2 separate regions of the Anser cygnoides genome follow, and region 1 is linked to region 2. A link is a contact called in public Hi-C data. All regions are on one chromosome and are shown on one strand. Each heading gives the region's core, a stretch centred on a gene start, on an enhancer-like site or on the middle of the called end of the contact. The rest is flanking DNA. Distances are from core to core; before and after follow the strand shown. Region 1 has its middle 180 kb from the start of SOX9. Region 2 has its middle 21 kb from the start of SOX9.

The links. Hi-C and Micro-C count contacts between places; a contact is called where the count stands out from the background.
Region 1: a contact with region 2 is called in a Hi-C map of liver, with 3 times the contacts expected there. The contact joins two enhancer-like sites. A contact is called at or near these places in 2 of 7 Hi-C or Micro-C datasets (both in liver).

What each region holds. Positions count from the first base shown.
Region 1 is chr19:11,203,219-11,205,933 of Taihu_goose_T2T_genome, reverse strand. No RefSeq gene overlaps it. Among named protein-coding and RNA genes, the nearest start is that of SOX9, 180 kb to the left of the region's middle. Within about 2 kb of position 1,308, at least 1 of the 3 cell types and tissues checked has open chromatin away from gene starts, as enhancers often do. A contact at or near this core is called in liver, where this site is marked.
Region 2 is chr19:11,365,096-11,367,795 of Taihu_goose_T2T_genome, reverse strand. No RefSeq gene overlaps it. Among named protein-coding and RNA genes, the nearest start is that of SOX9, 21 kb to the left of the region's middle. Within about 2 kb of position 1,270, at least 2 of the 3 cell types and tissues checked have open chromatin away from gene starts, as enhancers often do. A contact at or near this core is called in liver, where this site is marked.

The sequences.
Region 1 (2,715 bases), core at 59-2,558, 160 kb after region 2:
CTAATTTGCCCCAAGTGGCTCAAGCTGAACGTTGTCATCTGTAGCTAATAAGGCGCAGTGCTTTGTTTGTCACAGGCTTATCCTGGGATAGTTAACGCTGCAAAAAATGACTAAGCTCCAAGTATGTTATCCTTCCCCATCCAGCCTTGAAAGCGTTACGTCTGTGCTGGTTTCTCAGAGGCAACGTACAACATCTGGTGCCGAACCAGTGGGGTCAAATAATGTTCTCACCATTTAGCGTAATTAACTCCAACCGCCCGTCTGCTGCAAGCCCCCGCCGCAGCCAACACAAGCAAAGCTGGGCCAAGACGAAATTTCTCCTCATTATTAAACCCAAATCTAAGCACTTGTCTGTCTGTAAAAACAGAGCAAAGGGAGGAAAACTGAAACCAGCGAACAGGGTCTGAGGTTTCAATAAATGTCAGAGAGCGTCAAGTCTGTTTGGATTGCAAATTATTGCTGGCTGATGGTCTATTATTTTACAACTAGCGATTGCTGTCAAGGAGTTGGGGAGGGGGTGGGAGGGAGAGGTTTCTCGAATCCCAGCCAGAGGGGAACAGAAGTTACAAAATACTCTAACAATCATTTTACAAAAATACCAACAGAACTTTAATGTCTGCTAAATTTAGAACTTATATAGAGTGTCTCTTCGAGGAGCAAAGAAGTCACCCTGCACTTTGTCTGTAACAGAGATAGTCACAAGGCCACCCCCGCCTCTCGTTTCCAAACAGCATCCTTGCTGGAATTAAGACAACTGGACGACCTTACCTATGCAAGAGTGAAAAAAACCCATCCTCACTACCCCCCATGGTACCTAAGGTGAACTCCTATCTTGCAAATATGCTCGAACAATATATGCAGGTCATTTCAATGACAGTCTAGTCGTGATCCTGCCTCCAAGAACACATTGCTCTGATTCTGCTGAGTTGAGCAGAAAAATCTGCCAGTTGCTGAAAGCTGGCCTTTTGGACTCAATGTACCAGCTGAAGCTTCTGGCACTGGAAAAGCCAACAAATCAATGCCCTGTGCAAAACAATCAATGAAAACATCCTGGAGCTAATGGGAAAAATACTATTTTCCCCAACAACCTTGATTTCAGATCCAATTTTTTCCAGCCTGTTTCACTGGAAGCAAACCAAGCAATTGAACAGAACTTTACAACTCAACACAGACTGGGGGTCCTCTAAATCTGTAAAGCAATGAAACACACGGAGATGTTTGACGTGGGAAACGTGGCTGCTGTAGATCAATACGTTAGGTGGTCTAAAACAATTTGCCAGTGCTTTCAGGGACCATAAGGGCAGAAGGCTCCTCAGTTTGTCCTTGTCTGGGTGTAACGTTGCCCAAATAGTAGAAGTGTTCTTGTTAAATTTATGAATAACTTTGTCATCTAATAAACTGTCCAGGTAGGGAACCAGGGAAGATGTCCTGTCATGCCACTGAACTACACTGAATATGATATCAAATGCAGAGGAAGGATATTATAAATTCTGCCATTCTGCCATTCTCCTCCACAATTATTTTATTGTCGATTTAGTTAATCTTTATTTATTTATTTATTTATTTATGGGACTCATGACCAGCTTTTTTCTGTTTAGGAAAATCATCTCCAATACCATCCTCTGCCCCTCTTTCATCCTTAGCAGCTTTTCTGCTTGCATTCTTCTTCACGGGGCTGGACAGGAGTCCCATATAGCACTGGGCTCCACGATAAGTGCTAGTAAGTCAGATTTTATCTCTGGTGCCAAGACCTTCCCATTGTTCAGCCGATCTACAAGCTAGATTATGCCTCAGTTTCTAGGCCAAATTATTCTCTGGAATAAATCAATTACATTTTAACTGTGACCATTTACAGCCAGGTTTTACACAGCATTTGAAAATGCTGCACGTAAAATCTGCAACATAAAATTGAAATTTTTGTAGGATATAAAGTGAACATTTCATAAATCCACATAGGCCACCTATTTCTTTTTTTTTTTTATATTATTTTTTCAGCAATGCAAATCGAAGGAGTCAACTATTTTGTAGAAAAGCAGGATTTAAAAAATGATTGTCACACTATGTTGATGTTTAACATAATTTGGAAAGGCAAATTCTATTTTTGTCTACCTAAAACTAAACCTGTGTTTTGCAAAGAAGAAAAAAAAAAAAAAGAATGGATTCACAGTTACAAAAGAGTGGTTATGTTCTCCTATACCCGCCACCTCCTCCTCTCTCTCCCTCACACACGCACACAGCAACTGGTAATAAAACTGTAACTTACGATTTCGCACCAATAATATCCCAAGAAGGGTGCCTCTATTTTACCCTAGAGCAAAGGAAAGAGGCCAAAACAATCAACCTCTCTTGTGCAGAGCTGAGCATGGGCTCCACTTCGGCTCAGCTGTGTGTACCCCCGATGTCTGTGGAATATGGTTTACCTGCCAAACTACTCAGCCCAAAAGGTGATTGTGCCCTTGAAGCTTATTTTGGCCCAACGCAAAGTCAGGGGAGAAACAGGAGGAACGTGAATCACCCAAAGGCCTCTCCCTAGCTTCTCCTCCACAATCGCAACGTGATCTTTCGTGCAGAGCTGATTGATATTTTTCCAGTGTTGCAGCCTTCTGCTGTGAAATTCAAATGTTTCAAAGATATGTATCAATTTTGCTCACTTTTGTCAAAAATTATCACAATTTCTCTTTTCTGAAAGCCAGAACATTCTGCTTTATCCTTACC
Region 2 (2,700 bases), core at 21-2,520:
TCTTTTGCCCAATCTGGGGAAAAAAGAATTCTTAGAATATTGACATGGGTTTTTAATTATGACTTACATCACTCAAAGGCCTGATCCGAAGCTCGGTGAGCCCAGCACACAGACTGCCAGCCCCGAATGTGTTCACAGCGGAATGGATATGGATGCTGACACAGGGGCACGTGCCAGAGCAGGGACTGAGGGCTGCGGTGGGATGCTGTCAGCTCAAAAACTGCTCCCGATTGCATTTATTGTCAGCCAAAATGTCGTGTCGTCCTGGGCAGTGGATGTCTGGTCTTGTCGGTGACGGTAGGATGTGATGGTGGCTGAAGAAGGTGGGATTTTTTTATTTTTTTTTGTAAGAGTTCCCGAAGGAGGAGTGCTTCCCCGCCATGCCCCTTCACATGGGGATTATAATCCCCAAATTAGCGGAGGTGACATGGAAGGAGCCCACCGCCCCCCTTTGTGAGCCCCTCCGTCCCCGTTCCCGCTGGCTGAGGTGGGATCGTGCCTTCCCCTCCCGCTGTTTGCATTTCTGGGCTGGCTGACAGCCGCTTCCCAGGGCTGCTGTTAGGGAGCCGGGGCGGGAGGAAAAGCAAACACCAGGTCCAATATCAGCAGCGCCCGCGGATGCTGCTGGGACAGCCTGTACCCTGCCCGGCACTGCCTTTGTGTCTGTGCCTACCGGGGAAAATAAACACAAAAATAATGCACACAGACGGGTTTCTTATATAAATAAATGTCTGGGGAGCGACCTGGCTGCGGGTAACCTGCTGGGAAAGCCCTGCTCCGATGGGAATTATGGAGTTAAACAGCGCCGCCTCACCTGGATGTGCCCGGGCTTTGATTTATCCTCCTGATTGGATGTTTGCCTGGCCTGATCAGAGACTTTGGGCAGCACCTCGTGTTGACACTTGGTGTTCAGCTCTAGGTAAAGTTTAAACAGGACTTATCATGGCTCTGACACCTCGGGAAGGCTTCCCTGCTTTAATAGCCTGCTTCGTGCCATCTCTTGCGTAGGTTTGTACGGCGCTGCTGTTCTAGGCATGAAAAAAGAAAAAGGTAGGCTTGCAGAACACGCTCATGGAATAGCTTACTCAAATCCTCTTCTAATTTTAAAATAACCCCGTTGCCCTTGACTCACGTGGCCGTTTCCCTGCTCGCTCAGGCTGGGGCAGCTCTGTGCTGGGAGCTGATCCGCTCAAGACCGGGGACAGGATCCACCCCACCCACCCCACTGCTCAAGTCTCAAACACAAGGAGCAGCAGAGAGGAGAGCTGAAAGCGGAGTTTGCCCCCACTGTTCCAGCAAGTCTGCCTGTCTGATGCCCTGCCACAGGCTCTGGCTCTGGCAGAGCTGCTCCTCTGGCCCTTTTTCCCAGCAGCAGAAGCCGTACGGCATTTATCGATCAGGTAGGCTTGTCCTTGAGTGGCACCGAGAGTCGCACGCTCAGCTACCCGCTCCCAGCTCGTGCGAAATAACATTGAACTAATTTAATTTTATCCCCCCTCCTTCTTTTTTTTTATGAGTATCAATTAAGAAAAAAAAGCAGCAGCACATAATTACGGCACCTTGAAGTGTAGCGTTACTGGGCCAAAGGCTGAAATGAGGTTACGATATGACAGCCGTTTATCTCGGATCTGATAGGTGTGTTATTCATTGTATTAAAAGTTTGCCAAGAGAGGCTTCACTGAAAATTAACCCGTGTTATCACAGTGAGTAATATCCTGGTTTTATCATGTGGAATAAATAAATAACACAGACTTTATGCTTTTGCTTAATGAGGTTACGCTGGGTGCAGCGCGAGGAAGCAGCGTTCAGGCTGATGCACGAACAGTGATTGTGGTGAGCTGAAACTGGAACAGAAAGTGCCCCCAATTTTCTTGCATAACAGCAGAGCTTATATTACTATTAATTACATTATGCAACTGGGATAGGATGGAAGTTGGCTCTGTCTAGCAACAGACCCGGGTGAAAAACTCGTTGCAAACATCTCTGTGATTTCTGAGGAAAATTCCACACCCGCGCTGCTCCCGGCGCTGCCTGGTGGGGTTGGGCAGTTGCCCGGCGTTGTGCCCCCTGCCCACACAGCGCTTTGGGCTCTGCCTTTCCCACTTGCTCCCTTTTGGGCTCTTCCCTCCTCAGTCCCCACCTCCGTGCTCTGCACCGTGAGATGGAAAGCCTGGGACTCGTGAAGTGATGTGGATTACTGGGAGCACTGAGGGGGGAAAAAAGAAGAAACTGTGGCAGCCGAGGTCTGTGGGTCACAGCACGTTTCTGGCTCTCCTGAGCACATGCGATGGGCCAGAAACGCTGGGCCACGGACGGGCACTTTCCCCAGGGGCCTGGCAGGGGTGCTGTAGGTGAGCAGTTAAGCCCTCAGGACGATGCTGGTGGCACTTCTGGCTGCCCTGGAGCAGACGCCCCGAGCCACGGCACCGCTGCGGGTAGGGCTGTGCCGGCAGGGGTGGCTTTGGCAATCAACGGGCCTGATCCGGGGAACGCCGTTAGGGTTTCCTTTCTGCCGCAGGGAGATGAACAGCCCGATTCTGGACTTCATTACTGAGAGCCTGAAATTGTTTCACGTGAACAAAAGGATCGGCCGGGACGTTAATCTCCTGCACCTGTTTAGCTTTGTTCCAAGCCCGCTCTGCCCGCCTTGCGTCACCATGCTTGACGGCACGGGTAAGGAGAAGCCAGCAGCAACGAGGG